Regions from separate parts of the Zea mays genome. Here region 2 is linked to region 1. Evidence: chromatin contacts called from public Hi-C data. All regions are on one chromosome and are shown on one strand. Each heading gives the region's core, a stretch centred on a gene start, on an enhancer-like site or on the middle of the called end of the contact. The rest is flanking DNA. Distances are from core to core; before and after follow the strand shown.

Evidence for each region. A called contact is a pair of places that touch in the nucleus more often than the background predicts.
Region 2: a Hi-C map of tassel shows a contact between it and region 1, with 3 times the contacts expected there. The contact joins the promoter of LOC100285165 here to the enhancer-like site in region 1. A contact is called at or near these places in 7 of 25 Hi-C or Micro-C datasets (endosperm, leaf and tassel).

What each region holds. Positions count from the first base shown.
Region 1 is chr7:40,586,895-40,592,806 of Zm-B73-REFERENCE-NAM-5.0, reverse strand. No RefSeq gene overlaps it. Among protein-coding and RNA genes, the nearest start is that of LOC100285165, 69 kb to the left of the region's middle. Within about 2 kb of position 3,461, at least 17 of the 20 cell types and tissues checked have an H3K27ac peak or open chromatin away from gene starts, as enhancers often do. A contact at or near this core is called in endosperm, leaf and tassel, where this site is marked.
Region 2 is chr7:40,656,077-40,661,988 of Zm-B73-REFERENCE-NAM-5.0, reverse strand. It overlaps LOC100285165, which reads right to left and starts at 2,992. Exons shown (of 9, transcript NM_001294298.1): 1 at 2,869-2,992; 2 at 1,396-2,101; 3 at 313-514; 4 at 166-242; 5 at 39-78. The coding sequence starts at 1,992.

The DNA.
Region 1 (5,912 bases), core at 2,212-4,711:
GAACATGTTTATGGGAATATTAGTTTTGATGGAATGAAGAAGGTGACAATGAAATTCGATGAAAGGTCGTATTTTAGTAATATTTTTGCTAGGGCTTATGATGAACTTCGTTGCAATTCAAATGACCCTGACATCTTAGTTGAGAGTTTAGTTCATCATGGTGGATCTGGAACAATATTCCAGCAGTTGATTTCCATTGGCTCTGAAGATGACTGGATGAAGTTTGTTAAAACTGGATGAAGAGTGAGTTTCGATGTTTGGATCAGGTCGTGCAGAAGTTATCCATTGATCCAGTCAGACATGGGTATTTACCGCTCGTAGGGTTATCTCCAGAATTACCCAATGCATCTCCTTGTGACGCTCCTTTGCCAGACCGTATAGAAGAAGTGGTTGTTATGATCGATGCTCAATCGACCCCTAATGAGGTTGGAATTTCTCATCCAGTCTGTGCCGATTGTGGGGCCTACAACCCAGTTGCCGCCCCAAGAGATCCCTTTGACCTAGGATCATCCTAGTAAGTGTCTTTGTCATGCTATTCCTTTGCATCGTTAACTCCTTTGTTGAGACTCTATTGTAGTATTTGCTTTTTAGACGCAATACAGGAGGTACACTGGTAGATAATGTTTCTTATCTTCCTTCGTCCCTATCATCAAATATAGACCACATATGCAGGGCCCCAAATAACATTGATGTTCAGATTGAGGATGAGGAGGAGCCATATGAGGTTGTACGTGCCATAGATTCTGATGACGATCGTGCAGTTCAAGAATTGACCAAGCAAGAAATGGAACTCATCAGACATTTGTGTCCTAAACTTGACCCTACAGTTCATAAATTTAGCAATCTCAGTCATTCCCATGGTGAATATGTAGAAGGACGAGATGATGAGCTGGTATAGGCTCCTGATAACCCTTACAACATTGAGATTAAGAAGGTCTTGATCTTCAAGGGCTTGCCTACATTGATAAGATGGCTACATGAATACTCTATGAAGCATAAAAGATCGTTCAAGGTGAGACATTTGTATGCAGAGCGACGTTACACAGTTGTGTGCGAGGTGACGGATTGGAATTAGAGGGTACGTGCCCGCAAGAAGAAGGCAAATGGAAAGTTTAAGATCACAAAAATTGCAGGTCCACACACTTGAAACTAGACAGATCTAAACTCTAAACATCGATAGTTGACATCTACCTTGATTGCGAAAAGACTTTTGGTGACATTGAAGGGTCAGCCCAATTTGAAGGTGAAGTCAATTATGACCATAACATGGGAGCTATTTGGTTATAAGATCAAGTATGGGAAAGCATGGAGGGCAAAGCAATGGGCATGGAAGATGATATACAGGGATTAGGAGGAGGGTTATGAGAAGTTTACAACATTGCTCAATGTAAAGAAAGCAAAAAAAACTCAAGCATGCATTATGAGTACATCCCTTAACTCAATGAATGGAAGGATGGCAGAGAGATACTCTTCCTTGCTTTCTGGTGTTTCTCGTAGTGTGTTGAGGCCTTTAGGCATTGTCGTCCCGTGCTCTCTATTGATGGTACTTTTCTATTTGGGAAGTACAAGGGCACACTGTTGGTAGCCATTTCATGTGATGTTGACAACTTATTGGTTTCTTTGGTGGAGAGGGAGAATAAATATAGTTGGGCTTGGTTTTGTGTCTTGTTCGGATCCATGTTGTGGGCCCTGTTCGGGAGGTTGGTATCATATCTGACATACATCAGGGTATTCTTAGTGCAGTGCAAGAGTAGATTCCTGACTACGCACCCATGCACCACAGATGGTGCACTTATCACCTAGTAGAAAATTTGTTTGAGAAGGATCGTACAAAGGATATTTCCCTTTATTTGAATAAGTCTACCGAGAGCTTGTGGTTTTGTTCTTCGAGGACAAGTTGAAGGAACTAAAGGCTGCAACAAATGCTAAAGGTAAAAATTGGATTGCTGGATTGATGAGGGAACCCCAAAAGTGGATAAGGGCATACGACGCAGGTGGCTGGAGGTTCGAGTTCCAGACTAGCAAGTGTGCTGAAGGGTGTACGTGTCATGCGAGTCAATGCTATAGTAACATTTACTATCTATAAGTTTGTGGCATGGTTTAATGAGAGATACACACAGGCAAAGTGTAACACCCCCAACATCCTATTTTAGGTAAATTAGAAAACTTATTTCGTGATCTAAATAAATGTGGTTTCAAACAAGATATTATATAAAAATTCCTATTTAAATTAAGTTATCCTTTGTTAAGAAACTATATATTCAAGATTCATTCTCTAAAAAGCATTAAACTATCTCTTAAAAATAGATTTTACATAAGAAATTATATTCTCTTAAATAAAATATGTAAGGAACATTGATTTATCCTATTGTAATTCTAAATTTGGCTATGTGATCTAAACAATTCCCTTAAATAATAATGTGGTGGAGTTGTTTAGGTGAATTACTATTTTCATGAATTATATACATACAAGCATCTATTTAAATAAACACTATATACACATATATATAACTTTGCATTTCATGATAGAGTTTGATTGTTTCATTTAAAATCAAAATGGAATTTTAAACTTATACTCAGTTTTGAATTTGGAATATTAAAATAAAACAAAAAAGAGAGAAATAGAAAAAGAAAAGGGGCATGCCTTCTGATGGGCCGAAATCTTTACCCATGGCCCATTTCTGTTTTCCCTCCCCTCGCCCGCGTGGGCCGCTGCCCGGCCCACCTCCACTTCTTCCGCCAATGCCCGCCTGAGCCACTTACGCGTAGGCCCGCTCGGTCAGCCTCTATAGCCGCACGTGTGCCGTGTCTTCTTCTCACCGTCGTGTGGGCCCATCGTGTCAGGTTTATCCCCTTCACAGGAACGCCATGGGCTCAGCCTGAAAATCCGCACGGACACACCGTGTTTGACGCGCAACAACCTTGTGATATCCTTGCCGACCTGAGTATACATGCAGGCGCCGGGACACCGCCCTCTTGGCCGTCGGAAATCTGCAACCTACACCCACGCCGAGAGCTAATGATCCAGTGCCGCCATTGGTCCAGGAGAGATTGAGAGAGAAGGAGGAAGCCACCGCGTGTCTACGCCGTCAGCAAGCCTGAGAGAGTGTCGGCGGGGCGATCTCCAGAGAACCACCGTGCCCGTTCGTGGCTCTGTATGGCACTGAGGGTAACCGGACAGCTGGGGAGACCTCGCCGGTGCTGAGGAACTACCACACGCCATAGCCGTCTTCACCACGTCTCCCTCGTCGGTGAGTCAGCTACCATTGTGTGAGCCTCGCCCTCGGATTGTTGAATTGATAGCTATGCGGGGGTAGGGAGCTTCGGGGTGCCGAATCGGCTTATCGCCGGCGAGATGCCGCCGGTGGCTACAAATTGTGGTCGGTCCAGGGGTAGGCAAAGACAAGAGGGTTGAAGACATAGTTCTGGCCGTCCATCTCAAATGAACGGTCCCGATCATAACGCGCATAGCCCTTCGAGCGAGGGAATCTGAACCGTAGATCTGGCGAGTAGTGGCTCGAATTAGATCGTGGATATATTAAATCCTGGCGTAGATCTCGAATCCAATGGCCCGCGTCGCATACCGGTTCAGTTAAAAGAGTGATCTAATCTGCACTCTTAATTACGAATCCAACGACGGACATGTGCCGATACCCCTTTCGCTGTGTCAACTTTGCTAAAGAAACCCTACGTTTTGTAAAATAAAACTGTCATACCATGCAGTGTAAAGAGTATTAAAAGTAGGTCCTTTTTCTTTCGATTAGGTCCCTGAACCCTGGCATATTCATACCCGTCGTCCAGTACAATAAGTTTTGCACCAAGCCCCTCCTATTTACACTAATAAATACATTTAGGTCCCTGTTTTCCAACAATAGGCCCTAGAATTTATAAATGGAATATATAAAATAATTATTAGCATAAGATAATTCTAAAAACTTAGAAAATTTATATCTTTTACTTAACTTTGATTTTAGTATTTCTCAAACATATGATCTCGTAACGACGCATAAAATATTAATGTGTGGTTTATTTACATATTTGGTGTAATGTTATTTTTAGCTATTTCTTGTCTATCTATATGTATTGCTTCAAATAAAAGCGAGGTGACAAGGAATCTGAAGCCGAATCGTAAGTAAAAGGCAAGTTGTGTCCTTGATCACTTTCTTTGACCTAATAATGTTCATGATTCTTAATCATCGTGGCACTGTTAGGTTAAGCTGATGAGATCTAATAGGTTACCCACTTTTGTTCACCCTACACCTTGCATACAAATGAATTATCTAGTAGTCTTGCTATTGTTCTACCTAGTTTTGGGATTAATATTATATCTGAATTATGATCATGCTTTTATCATTATTGTTGGCTTAATCAATGTTCATGATAAGATTACTTTGTTAATCGGAACATGGAGCGACCACCCGAGAAAATAGTGCTACCACAAGGGTGTATGGGACACCCTTGGCTAACTAATTAGGAAAGCTAGTGAGGGACTACCTTACCCGAAAGGGGCAACCGCGGTGTGAGGAGCTACCGGTATAGGGAGGTTCTCGGGTCAATCATGTTGCGATGACTTTTTTGGACGAGGGATTCCTCTATCGCCCCCTTCTCACCAAAACCGTAGCTGGTTTTTTCAAGCTAGTGGAACTTTGTAAACGCCTCGTAGTGTACCCTCGTTAACTCACCTTGGAAGTGTTTAAGGGTCTATACAACCTCGGGCGAAAAGGGAACACGACTTGTGTGTAACAATGTGAAACCTCTGCAGAGTGTAAAACTAGTATATCAGCCGTGCTCATGGTCATGAGCGGCTCAAACCCTCACATGAGTAATTTATGGAATTAAATTTAATCTATCATACATTGCATTGCATTGCATTGCATTGTGGGATTTATTCATCATTGTGATCAATTATTTGATTGGGTTGGTATACACTTATACTTAGTAATTACTAATAAAACTTTGACCAACTTATTAAAAGCAATACTCAGCCTTAACCATTTTTCTCGGCAAGCCTTACACTACACATGAGCCCCTACCGTAAGGGAGCTCATACACATTATTTTCCACACTTGCTGAGCGATGACCGTGTGGGAGTTAATCTATCACACCCGGTTTTGGAAGGCAAACCGAATGCGAAACATGTACGTGCCAGGATCAGAAATTCACACACACAGAGATTACATAACTGGACATCATCACACAATGCTTAAATAATAGCGTAAATAGGTATTACTTTTATTACATCATGATGTCTGAAACATTCACATAGTCATTAACTTAAACAGAAATCAAAGTGCTAAACGAAACGCAGTAAGATAAGGCCTTCATAGGCTACCGACTGGTGGTTTGCCGCTAATCCAGTCTAGAACTCCTCGAAGTCCTGAAACTCCTGAAACTCCTTCACGTAGCCTTCATCTTCTCCCGAGTAGTGGTTGCAATGTGGAGAAACTGGTGTTTTATGTTGAAGGAAGGGTGAGTACACATCAACATGCTCAACAAATGTCCTATTTGGCTGAGGTAGACTAGCCGTATGTGGGGTTTAAGCTCAAAGCAGTTTCTTTTAGTTGGTCAGTTATTTATCATTAGTAGAAGCCAAGTTTTACCATAAAGCCCAAGTTGATATCCCAAAAGCACCTCCTCAGAGAGGAAAATACCAGAAACCATAAGTATAGCCACCATCATTAAACCGTCAACATTAATGTATCTAAAGTATCTCTAATCAAAGAGGATCCCAAGGCTTCTCTTAAATGTGAGCATGGCTGATATACCAGTTTCTAACCCTCTGCAGAGGTCGCACACTTTACCCACAAGTCATGATCCCTTTTCGACTCGGGTCGATCAAACCCTCAAACACTCCCAAGGTGAGTAGGCAAGGTTTCTCTACGTAGCCTTTACAAAGATTCTCCTAGTGTGTA
Region 2 (5,912 bases), core at 1,743-4,242, 70 kb before region 1:
AAAAAAATGGAACATATAGGAAGTGGAACATGTCAGACCTTCAGATAACTCTGGTCTGTATCTAGCTGTTCTGTATTTCTGAAACACATTGTTAGATAAAATTCAGATAGAGAATAATTTTCAGCTATTTTCAATAACGTCCAACAATAGGGCTAGATATCAGACCTGAAGATGACTTTTTACATGATAAATGGTCAAATTGTCTGCCTTCATTAGCTTCAGGACACCCTTAGGAGTTGCTTCTGCAACAATTTAAGGAAAATGTCAAAACGAATCAATCATGGGAGACATATGTCTGCAAGCAGTACGCACTTTCACTGCCACCAAGTATATTGACAGCATCCACAAAGCGCTCGTGAAGCTCAGGAGTCCATCTCATGCGTGCCTTGCCAGTATTGGAGCCAGCAGTGGGTGAGGGTGCCACAACTGCCAACGGTTCAACAGATTGAGATGAAACTGTTTGTTGGGTAGCTGATTGGTGAACTGAGTTGGATGATTGCACAGGTTGCCCAACCTATGTGAAACACAAATTAATGCATAAAGACTATAAACAAAGAGTATAGTGCAGTAAAGGTTATAACAAAGAAAAGTGACCTAGCCAATACAAGATTGATTATTACCATAGCTGAAACTGAATGTTGTAAAGGATGAGCGAATGCATGCCTAATTTTCAACTTCAAAACCCATTTAATAAAACTGCTGAACTCAAACAAGTGAATTAGCAAATTCCTAAATTATATATGTTGCTTTATTAAAAATGATCCCCAAGGCAACTAAGAGCACAATACAGCAAGTTTGCCATATTTGGTCTTGCCATTTGCTAACACAGCAAACCTCCTGGACCCTGCTAAATTTTTCCTCATGTGAAATTCCAAGATGTGAACTTGTACAGCCAAGTCAAATCTGACTGGAGTCACTTGAGGCAACACCGAACACCCTACATGCAGCTTAGTGATCATGCAGTCTAGATGTCAAACAGCTCGGTCTGAGGATCCAAAGTGAAAAAAAAGAGTCTTGACCTATTAAAGTAGTAAAAAAATGCAGAAACTTTGTGACCCATTGGTGATTTCGAAAAAGAATGAGATGCATGATGTGAACCTGCATATAACATCAGTGGTCACTACTATCCTGGATGTGTGATGAACAGCAAAAAGATGATCTTTTTAAGATTTCCAAGTGTAGATTTGTTATATCATATCAATACAAACAAGATATAATGAAAATAAGATTACAAAGCATTTGTTTTGGGAAAAAACAGGACGTGTAGCCTGTAGGACAACAACAATATGATTACAGATTTGTGGATTTGGCATCAACGTACAGCTAGGAAATACTAAGCACAAACGGGAGTACAAAAAGTCCACCCACCAAAAATGGCATAATTAACTAGCGTACCGGTTGAGTTTCTGTGGAAGTCGGGTTATCAACCATGTCCTTCCAATCCTCATTCATAAACTCTGTCCACCATTCAGTTTGCTTAGTAAGATCATCTGAAGCTCCAATAGAAGTGGTCCCAGTCAAATTATTCCCAGCAGGGACATCACCAGAGTATCCAAGAATGCTCTCAACTGGATCGGGGCACCAAGTTGGTTCAATGTCTCTTGGGAAATCGGTTATGGATGGTTCAAAGCCTCCATATTGTGACCCATAATTCAGCGTTGAGGAACTTGCAGTGCTTGGTACTTGAGAATTGTATGAATTGTGGTTGGGGTATTGCTCAGGATTTGAATGCGAAGAGAACCTTACAGACGGAGGTGAGCACAAAGGACCAACAGATCCAGTATTGGAGTGAAACAGACCACGGATAGGAGCAACAGTTGTCTGGTGAGGTGGTAGTGGAGTGCTCCTCAATTCTCTCTCCATCAAAACACTCTGTGCATCGGGAAGCCTCGGGAAGCTCTCATCCAGAGAGACTGGTATACAAGGCAGAGATGTTGGTACGGTTACAGGAACACCAGAACTGTAGAGCTGGTTGGTGCTTAACCTCTCCATCTACAAACAAGCACAAACCTCAGTTACCACCAACACAACGTTCCTCCAGTGTCCAATGCCCTTTCTATCTTGACTTTTGAACTATGCTCCTCACCTAAGATTATTGTGTCTGCAATTAGAGAAAAGGCATTCACGTTTGTGACAACAAGGAACCTTTGACAACATAAATTGAATGATACACTTGCCATGAAACAGATCATTAATCCAACTACGTCATAAAAAGTACATGCTAAACCAGAAGTCAGCCTTTGCTCAACAAATGAGTCAGACTACATAGCCGATTTTAATTGGACTGCAGGGCCATTTGGGCAACAGGCCCATCGAATTAAAATGAGAACATATCACACAGTCTGAATCGATCTCAGCAGCAGAAAGACAGCAGTTTAAGGTCCTTCCTCGGTAGCAGGAAGAAGCTGGCAACAAAGCCATACTTTTTACATTGTGAAATAAGCTATTATACAATTTTGATTCTCTGTTCATGGCATTAAAACTAGTCTGTAAGTGTCTCTACTATCAGGATTAAACGCACTCCGTGTAAATTCTACATAGACAAACAATCTTCAAAACATTAGATATATATAAGAAATCAACGAATAAATCGCTAGGCAAAGCACCACCTAACCGAGAACGACCCGAATTCCACTCGCCCACGAGCCTAGCTGACATATCTAGGATAATTTCGCACTTCGTACGAGTCCATCCACCAATCTGAACCTAAAGGCAATCATTAGGTCATTAAGGCGCGCCAACTGACTAATCGAACCACAAGGAACCGAAGCGAAACAGAATCGGATCATGATCCTAACCGAGCGCAGAGGCGAAAGAGAGAGGTCGAATCAGCAGAACCAACCGAGGCCGGGAGAGGGCTGACCTCACCTCCGCTGCGGGCAGCGCGTGGCGGGATCGGCGATGTCGAGGAAGAGGAAGAACTCGTCAACCGAACCACCTCGCCTGGCCTGGCGCCCTGGCCTGCCCTCCTGCCTCCAACAGAGCTCGAGCGAGAGGGGGGGAGGAGAGAGGAGAGGAATGAGATGTGAGGCGAGGGGGAGAACTGGAGTCGGCCTTTCGCGTGGTGGACCGCTGCGCTCACTCTGCACGCGAGAGTCGAGCCTCACCGACACGTGGGGCCACCTCGAGCGGACCCGCAGCTGCCGTGGTAGTGGGTAGAGAGGGATCGTGTAGGCAAGCGGTTTATTGCGCCGATGGGAAATGATTCTGTCAACTTGGGGGCGGACCAGCGGGTGGGACGGGTCCAGGGGACGCAGCGTGGGCCGGTTGGCATAGGGGTGAGATGGGGTCCGGTGGCAGTGGTTGCAGGCGCAATGGGCAGAGCGCGAGGGTGGGTGTGGGTTGACGGCGGGGGATGGCCGATGCGGGTTCCGTCTCGGCGTCCACAATTGGCACCGAGGAGTTCTGAGCGACGGAGAAAGGTGAGACGAAAGCCAAAAAACGCAAGGGCAAGTTGTTGCGCCAAGTAGGCCGCCCGCGGTGAATCGGTGATACCACTTGGAATGGATGGGTGGTCAAGGTTACGGCTGCTGATTCTACGGTATATAGAGCATGGGTCCGACTCGACCACCTCTCGAAAAAAGTCTGATCGGCTCCGACTTGACTAATGTTAATGTAACTAGTAAATATGGTTATAATTTTTTTTTGACCCGTAACAATTCACGGATCGAATATAAGTAGAGATGTTCAAATGGGCTGCCTAACCAAGTCTAGCCTGGACCTGTTGAAGCACGTCATGGTTAAGCCTGAATAGTTATCCGGACCGGATCGGACTATCCAACGAGCTCAAATCTCTGAACGAGCTCGACACAGGACGGGCCCAACCATGTCGGGTCGGTCCAGTAATCCCGTCCCAAAAATGAACATCGTGTCGACCTAAGCCCGCTAGCACATAAATCAGGCTTAAAATTATATCACCACAAAAAATTGAACACATTTACAAATCTATACTAACTCTATTAAGAAACATAAATCAGGCTTAAAATTATATCACCACAAAAAATTGAACACATTTACAAATCTATACTAACTCTATTAAGAACCTAATGTGGGCACCTGGTACTACCACGGCTTCACCCTCCGCTGACACTCTAGGCCCCACCTAACGCGTCTCGCCTCAGCGTCATGCCCTTGTGGGCCCCGTGCCCAGCGCTCTCTCAGGCCTCAGCTAGTGCCTGTGAACCCTAGTGCATGTCCAACAACCGACCACGACCGCGCAACTACCCTAATAAGCCCGCTAGCGCATAAATCGGGCTTAAAATTATATCACCACAAAAAATTAAACACATTTACAAATTTATACTACTCTATTGAAAACCTAATTAGGCACCCGGTGCTACCACGTCTCCACCCTCCGCTGACACTCTGGGCCCACCCATGCGTCTCGCCTCAGTTACTGCCTGCGAACCCCAGTGCCTGTGCAGCACCCGACCCCGTCCGTGCAGCTACCCCAATAATTATATAAAATTCAAAACGAGCACTCGAACCCACAATCCCTGCTCTAGAAATGTGAGGCTAACCACGAGACCACATGTACCTTAGTGTTTAAAAATAAACGATAATTATATTTAAATAAATATTTCAATATCTATTTATATGATATATAAAAACCGTAGCAAATCACGGGCAACTAGCTAGTAATCTATTAAAAACTTAATATGGGCACCTGGTGCTACCACGTCACCACCGCGCTGACACTCTAGGCCCACCCCACGCGCCCCGCCTCGGGGGCTGTGCCCTGTGGGCCCCACGCGTAGTGCCCGCGTGCTCTATTAGCTACTGCAATGTGGATCTCAGCGCCCGCGCAGCCAGCTACTACACATGCCCAACACCCGACCCCGCCCACGCAACTAACACTAGACCACATCGTGCCCTATGGGCCCCACGCACAGCGCCCGCGTAGTGCTCTCTCAGCTACTATTCTATGGACAGCTACTACACATGCCCAACACCCGACCCCGCCCACGCAACTAACACTAGACCACACCGTGCCCTATGGGCCCCACGCACAACGCCCGCGTAGTGCTCTCAGCTACTACTCTATGGACCCTAGTTCCTGCGCAGCCAGCTATGACGTCTACCCAGCACCCGACCTCGCCCGTGCAGCTAACACCAGACCACACATACCTTAATGTTTAGAAATAAATAATAATTATATAAAAAATAGTGCAGAGCGAGAACTCAAAACCATACCCCTGCTCCAGAAATTTGGGGCCAACCACTAGACCACACGTACCTTAGTGTTTAGAAATAAACAATAATTATATTTGAATAAATATCTCAATACCTATTTATATGACATATAAAAACCGTAGCAAAGCACGAGCAACTGCTAGTAAAAATTGAAGGATATAACTAAACACATGTTATCACCGGAATTTAACCGGGCCAAAGATGGTTGTAACTCAGAATGGGTTGTAGGGAGCAATTCGAAAAATCGGAAGAGCAGCCCCTGTGCGGGAATATTTCGGGCCAAGGCGGTCGTGTGTTTAGCAAAGTCAGTTGAGCTAGCGTAAAAGTAGGAAGATATAGTTTGTTTTCAACAAACTAGGGTTAGCAAGTCTCTAGACTTTAAATATGTACCTAAGTCACTCATTAGGGTAATCATGAATCTTCATACGTTTTGCGACTACAAGCTTTGGTGCATCGTTGTCCCTATTCTCAGGGTTTTCCACAGGTAAGTGCAATGCCACCCTAATTGCGTCTCACGGTCAGAGTGGTGCCGTTTTTTGTTAAATCTTTGTGTTCTCTCGTACCGAAGCGTTTTTATGGCAAGAAGCACTAGTTATCGTAGCATTTACAAGAAAGTTACGCCGGGTTCGTCATGTGTGCATGATGTTTGCCAATTATGAATGCTTCGCAGCCCCACGTGAGTTCTCGAGTGCGAGGGCGGTTCCTAGCTTTGTCTCACC